Regions from separate parts of the Danio rerio genome. Here region 1 is linked to region 2. A link is a contact called in public Hi-C data. All regions are on one chromosome and are shown on one strand. The core of a region is the stretch at or near the end of the contact, and the rest is flanking DNA. Distances in the headings are between cores, read along the strand shown.

What was found. A called contact is a pair of places that touch in the nucleus more often than the background predicts.
Region 1: a Hi-C map of embryo shows a contact between it and region 2, with 1.8 times the contacts expected there. The contact joins the promoter of pax3a here to the enhancer-like site in region 2. A contact is called at or near these places in 2 of 18 Hi-C or Micro-C datasets (both in embryo).

The regions. Positions count from the first base shown.
Region 1 is chr2:50,679,059-50,682,784 of GRCz12tu, forward strand. It overlaps pax3a (paired box 3a), which reads right to left and starts at 1,594. Exons shown (of 8, transcript NM_131277.1): 1 at 1,234-1,594; 2 at 293-528. The coding sequence starts at 1,318.
Region 2 is chr2:50,610,239-50,614,088 of GRCz12tu, forward strand. No RefSeq gene overlaps it. Among named protein-coding and RNA genes, the nearest start is that of pax3a, 68 kb to the right of the region's middle. Within about 2 kb of position 2,528, at least 17 of the 62 cell types and tissues checked have an H3K27ac peak or open chromatin away from gene starts, as enhancers often do.

The DNA of each region.
Region 1 (3,726 bases), core at 344-2,843, 68 kb after region 2:
AATGGGAACAAAATCAAAGACAGCAAAGAAACTTAGCCGTGAACTAAAAACTAAACTCTTCATTTTGTAAAAGGTGTAATAGGGACTAACCAAATTGCATGTTTTTTTTATATATAATTAATAGTACCGAATTTAACCCAATATTTGGGTTACTCCATATTTTACCCAATTTCAGTTAAAACAACACAATGTTTTAAAGTGTACACGAGACTGCCAAAACATTATAATGAAGTCAGTAATAAAAAACAGTACTACCAATACATCAAATGACCTTTAAATTGTGATGTCCTACCTTGGGTTTGCTGCCACCAATAGCCCCGGGCCGAATGGAACCGGTCTCCTGGTACCTGCATAAAATTTTGGACACGCATCCGTGTGAGACTCGCAGCTGCCGGGAGATGACGCACGGTCGTATGCCGTGATGGGCCATCTCTACTATCTTGTGGCGGATGTGATTGGGCAAAGGGCGCCCGTTTATGAAGACTCCGCCGAGCTGGTTCACGCGGCCCTGACCTAAAGGCGTAGAGACTGCAGCAAAAGAGGAAAAGTCAGCGAATGACATTGTATGCAAGCTAAACGTGAAAGCATAATCGTAAAAAAAACTTGACAGCCTTTGACTGACCTGATATAAATATTATACAGTAATAAAGCGACTTCTATTGATATTAACAATTAGTTATGTATTTCAGAAATATTACTTAACCATAATAAAAAGCTGGTCTGCTTGTAAAATGTCAATGGTTAATAATGATAATAGCAATCTAAGTCATTACTTCTTACTACATATTTTAATTTTAAAATATATTTCTTAAGTACGTCAATACTGACAATGTTTTTAAAAATAAGATATTTTATAATAAATGCTTTGTACAAAATGTACGTCTAATATTGACTTCCTAAATCTAAACTAAAACTAGTTCACTTCGACTGCATTATGCAGTTTTCTCTGGATTCAGCTTGATTTTCTTTCAATGTAATAAAAAAAACTAATTCAGTAATTTTGACGCTTCAAAATAATTAGCTAAATGTAGTTTTTCAGTGTTAGCCTACTGACTAAAATATACTTACTAATTATATACAAATGCTAAATAAATTATAAACAATTAAATATTTTATTAATGTCATTTTCAGTAATGTCATTTCAATAAAATATCCATAAGATTAAATAGGTCTTTAAAAAACAACTTTGCGGATGTATCTAGTAGGCTGTGCTATAGCAAGCTAACACCTTACCCTCCAAGGAATAGCCACCTCTCGGGTAGTTTTGGGGTGGCGTGGGGCGCATCATCCTGGAAATGCCCCCCGCTAATGCGGTCATATCTCCTCTGCACGAAAAAAGGATGCACGAAGCACTTGATAGAAAAAGTTATCCAAAGAGAAAGCGCTAGTCGTCAAGTGTCAGTGGACTGCCTAAGTATTGAGGTCTTCAGGCGAAAACAAAAAGTCAACTTCAGAAGTCAAACCGTCGCTTCCAGTCCTCTGAAGTTATTCACGGATATCCAGGTTTTCAATCGTGGTTTATCTCAAAGCGGTTTGGAAGATAACACTCTCAAAGCTTGGTTCCGTTGTTGTTGACACACTTGTTGTTGTGGATTGAAACGGTGATCAGTGGCGAAACATTTTATCAGTTGTTGAGTTGTTGGCTCCTTCTGCCCAGCGAGGACTGTGATTGGTCAAAGAGGGAGGATCCAAAGACCTGGGAAAGCCTGCTGATTGGTCTAAATCCTGAAAGTTTCTTATGTTGTGACCTCGGGAGTTCAAGGGGATGTTTCACTGATAACACTTTCAGACATAAACTGTGATGCCGCAGGGCAAATTGGAAGATGTGTTGAGATAATACAGATGTTTTCTTCAATACCTTCTAAAATATTTATTTTAATAGAACAATGGTAGTTTGGTACAATGGATCTTAATAAAACAATGGATCTTAACGTTGTTCCTGGAAGCCCCTCCAAAAGTTGCAAATGTGGCTGTCTTGCTTATCATATGCACATATTTCAACTCATAAAAAAAGAGACACCATGACCTGAGATAGGAGTGCCATATAACCGAAACATTGAAAAAGTGCTGGACGCAAAGTTTGGAAAGTTCCACCGTTTTGCTTTCTTCTGCCACAACCACGGGCCTATCTATTGCATCGAACATGAATCCCATGCAAACCCCGAATTTCAAGTAAAAACCCAAAAGCTGCACAACACAGAGGTATTTATTGTATGCATGTGGACAGTAGAGTCTCTACAGAATGAAAGGAGCAGCTTGCGGGGGTCTCAGCAGGGTATGACGCCGAGAGTGCCGTAAAAGCTGTCTGTGGAGACCAACACAATTGCGAAGAACGTTATTTATAACGCAGAGACATTCAATATAGTCATCCATCCCACTCATTCGCTTGCATTACTCTACATTTCTCTCTCTCTCTCTCTCTCTCTCTCTCTCTCTCTCTCTCTCTCTCTCTCTCTCTCTCTCACTCTCTCTCTTTCCGTCTCACGTGCTCCTCCTCTGTTCCCTGCAGTCTCTGAAGCTTCTTTTCTTTCTCATTGAGAAACTCACGTCAGTCAAACAGGCCCCGTTCATTCACAGAGACCCCTGATCAATCAAACTGAACAAAACTTCACACTGTCAATAGTTCAAACAGAACTTCGAATATATACTCTTACAAAAAAAAGATTTCGTGTTAAAACTGCTTATTTAAAATTAGCTGAAACTACAAAACTCTTGGGATTTTGAGAACAACTTAATTGTTTTATGTTCAATCAACTTTTTTTATACTCGATTTGTGTTATGACAACATGAATGAATTGTGTGAAATCCTGCATTTTTTTACAGTGTACCTAAAACGAGTTAAAATAATTTAACAAAATTCCCTTTTAAAAAACCTGGATCATGACGCTTTGTCGGATTTGTCGGTTAATGTGACAAATACGCTGACTGTCATCTCGGAGTTATCAACCCGCAGAGACGTCGACAGTTCAATCAAGGGGTAAAGTGGCCTTCTGGTCCTCCCGGGAAGTGAGCATTATCGCATTGCTATGCACAGATGAGCATGTTTCGCGGCGGCGACGGATAAGCGCATGTTATTGCCGACCACGGTCCCAGGTGCTCCATAAACGGATTAGCGCAGCAGCGTGGAGAGCGGAGCCCGCGCGCCACAGGCCAGGCGGCCCTCAGAACAAGAGCCGCGCCACAGACACCCATGCTGACTTTAATTGACATCTGACCGCTTCTGCCGGATTGGCCTGAGGGACAAAACATCAAAAGTGATGTTATTGCGAATTAATATCTGAAATTTCCCACGTGAGATCTATCTATCTATCTATCTATCTATCTATCTATCTATCTATCTATCTATCTATCTATCTATCTATCTATCTATCTATCTTCATAAATGTTAAATTACTTTAAAACTCTTTACAAATAACATTTGATATTTTTGTTAAATATTCAAATATCAACAAAAATAGGAGTATGGTAAAGAAAAAAAAGTTTGTTTTGTTGTTGTAAGTGTGGATATACAATTAATAATAGGAACTAACCAGTAAAAAAAAATCTATTAAATTACAATGACGCGTGGTTGTTTGAGAAGACCGGGCGATACTACTATTACTAGTAGTAGTAGTAGTAGTAGCAGTAATAAAAGAAGTAGTAGTAGCAGAGACTACTTTTTTTAGTAGTAGTAGTAGTAATAATAATAATAATAATAATAAGTAAAATAAGAAAAAGAACAATAAC
Region 2 (3,850 bases), core at 1,278-3,777:
TATAACAAAGACAAAAAAATGCAAGTAAACTAACATTAACTTTAGAACCATACTGTAAAGTGTAACTGACTTACAGTACAAGCTATTATTATTACAGAGTTATTTTTAGACTTAGTTATTTGTTAAGTTATTTTATTTTTATAATTATAAGTGTGTATTTCACTTAATTCATACAATATGAGCCCAAAAAGCCTGAACAAAAACTATAACTATACTTGTATAACAGTTCTGTCTAATTTCTGAATCTGATTGGCTGATATTTGTGCGATATTCTCCCAGTAACAGCACTCATACCGCCTCTTCACCCTTGTGTATTACTCTGCCAACATACAGCAACAAGCAGAGGACACTCTACAGTTTGACAAATATTGCAGCTGTTGGACAACATAATTTACTTTTAAGGCTTTTTGGTCAAGAATGTAGTTGTTTAAATTGCAACTATGCAGTTTATTTATAAGGATAGTGCCTATTTTAAAATATTTATAATTTCTGAGGCAGCCCGTAGGCGGCCATTAGCCTGTCATTGAGCAGAACAAAGACATTGTCTATTTACAAGATGGCGATTATTATTATTAGAAGCTAAAACAGCGTAATTTCAAACTACAGCTGATCAAATAGTTATTAAACTGGTAAGTGATATTCTAAGTCGATCTCTCACTTTTGTATATTGTAGTACTGTATTTATATGATATAATTGTAGTGTATTGAGTGTGAGATGGAACTTGCATATCGGGAATGTGCTGTTAAGTATGAATAATCTTAAAATGTGAGCAAAATCAGCTGTTTTGTCATCACTTTAGACATTACGCTAGAGAATTATTGAAATACTAGCTCTAAAGTGACATTGGTGAATTACTAACGGCTTCTGCTGTTCTGAGTTAGCTCCAGGTGTGATAGATTGGTGGAAGAAAGTAGTTCCTCATACAAAAGGGTTTATAGACTTTCCATGTTTGATTTTCTTTTTTACATACATGATTATGCCGTCGAACTGTTGTCTAAACGCAACGCCAACACACACTTCCCACCAGTGCCGATATGCAGTCACATCGCACTGCTAGTCGTGCTAGTCGTCATATACTGTATGCTAGGGCGGCACGATAATGATAAAATTTGTTTTGTTTTTCTGCAATATATATATATATATATATATATATATATATATATATATATATATATATATATATATATATATATATATATATATATATATATATATATATATATATATATTGTGATATGAATACAATTTCACCAGATGACCTCTATTTAGCAAGTAAAATAGCACTGCATAGACTTCATTGTATAAATAATTAAAGAAATAATATCTTTAATATCTTAATAATCAATTAAATTATTAAAAAGTCACAAAATATACAATTTCTTGTGCCTGAAATATTTTAACTCTCTTAATAGGGTCAAACAGTCGCAGCCAAGCCTTAAAAACAACATGTAAATGATCAACTTTTGCTCCAGTATGGGAAAAATCTTCAATGACTATATGGCTCCTGGTCAACTATAATTCCAACTCGACACTGCAGATCCTGCGATGTGACTATTGTGGATGCACACATTGCGATATTAATAAAATGATATATTGTGCAGCCCTAATATATGCACAAAAAACATGCATGCACTTTTTAAATTTTGTCTAAAGTTTTAATAAACTTTATAGAGCAGTAATACTAGCATGAACAGTACTTCACAGCAAAATATCACATTATGATGATCACAAACCATGCCTATCCTGACTGCAATCAAACATTCATATCCTTATTTAGTTTTCTATATGTTCTCCTTGTATTTTAAGCATCAGAACATGTAACTCGAACCATTTGCGCTGGCATGTCTAATTTGACTGTAGTCTCTTTAAACTTAAATACAGTATAATACAATAGATTTGTAATCACTCATTCATTCATTTTATTTTCGGCTTAGCCCCCTTATTAATCTGAGGTTGCCACAGCAGAATGAACCGCCAACTTATCCAGCATATGTTTTACACAGCGAATGTCGTTCCAGCAGCAACCCATCTCTAAGAACCCGAAGTAAGCGGAGGAAACCCACGCAAAGAACGCGGGAAGAACATGCAAACTGCACACAGAAACGGCAACTGACCCAGCGGCCTTCTTGCTGTGAGGCGACAGCACTACCTACTATGCCTCCGCATCACCAGATCTGTTTTCATTTTCCTTTATTAAATAATCATATTTATGTTACACGAATTCATGATTAGACTCATTTTAATTCAGCGACCCATTAAAAACTTATCTGCAATAAATTGTCAGGTTGCAATCTACAATTCCAGAATAACTGCTCGAAAACCCCAGATTGATTTGCTTTTTCCACCGTCCTGCATGTTTGTGTATGAGCCGCGAGGTTCAACTGACCAAATTCCATGTCATTTATTACTGCGAGAAACAGCCTGCTGTCTTTCATGTTGTTTTTGCCCAGCGTTTCTCTCCTCTTTCAGAGTGACGCGGGGGAGAGGGGAGTAACTCTTGCCCTGTCAGCTATGCTGTGATTGTCTACTGATTTCAAAGAGTGTGAGGGGTCGAAGGTTAAGTTGTCTCCAGTATATGTTATTGTGTCTGACACCAGGCTCCATGCTGGAAAAGCGAGCGAAAGTGAAGGACCACAGCCTGCTGGATTGGCGGATGTGAAAAACAAATGTACAGGCATAAAGGTGTGCTACATTAAATTTTATGTTCAAAGCATATTTTAAACCGGTGATTCCAAACCTCTCAGGACCTTTAAACAGGCTCCAGGGGGTACTTGAAAAAATTTTAAGTGCTTCGACAAGGCTATAAAAAAGACACTTAAATAAAAATATGAGGGCAATTTAGGAATTAAGAGATCTGTTTAATTCAATAAAAAAATTGTTTCCTTTTGAATGTGGTGCCAAAAAAACAATAATACATTTTCTTTCAGTGGCTTTCATAATGGTTTTTGTGACTATTAAAAAAACATTTTGAGTTTAACAAAGAACTTTTGATCAAACAGTTATTAAAATATTATTTTTTAATCTTGGTGTGAAGAACCTGTTTTAATATCCCAAGGGTGTAGAATAAGCATGGACGGAGGAGATAACGAAAAAAAGCATCCACAGATTATTAAAATGTCCCCACCAATAATTTAATCACCTCCAAAATAAAATTATGCTTTAATTTTCCAGCCAGGCTTACTGGGCAAGACTACATTTCAAAGAATAATGTCAGTCACTTTAAGTCAAGTTTATAATGTCAGTCACTTTAAGTCCACATAATAGTAACCATTAATGTGCAATTAATAAAAAACTTTGTTTCAATTTTGGCCTCAACGAAGACTATGAATAAAAAACAATCGAGATAAAATGGTTGTTGTCTAATATGCCTCCCTTCCAGAAGTCTGCATTTAATCCTTGTCAAAGTAAAATCATGTAAAGTTACTTTTGCACCATAAGACATGCTTGATTTATTGTTGTTTTTATTACTGATTATATTTCATTTATTTATTTTTTTACGTTTTTTTTTTTTTTTTTGATAGAACATGTGCTGTTTGGTTTGCATGCTCAGAGAAAGAAATAAACATGAGCATATGTCATCTTTTAGCTTAAAGTGCAAAAATGGCAATATTATACTTGCAAAAATGTGGTGCGGTGATTATGCACAAATAACCCCTCAGTAAATGGAAGTCTTTATCAAACTACCTTTTTGTCAGACATTCCTTTAACTTTACATTTTAAATAGGCAAACAAAATATGAATATTATATATTTTTTTCGATTTACTTAGCCGATGAAGCTTAAAGGAACAAGTCTCATGTCTGATTTTACAATTAAGCATAGCACAAGATTAACAGATGGTGAAAAACAT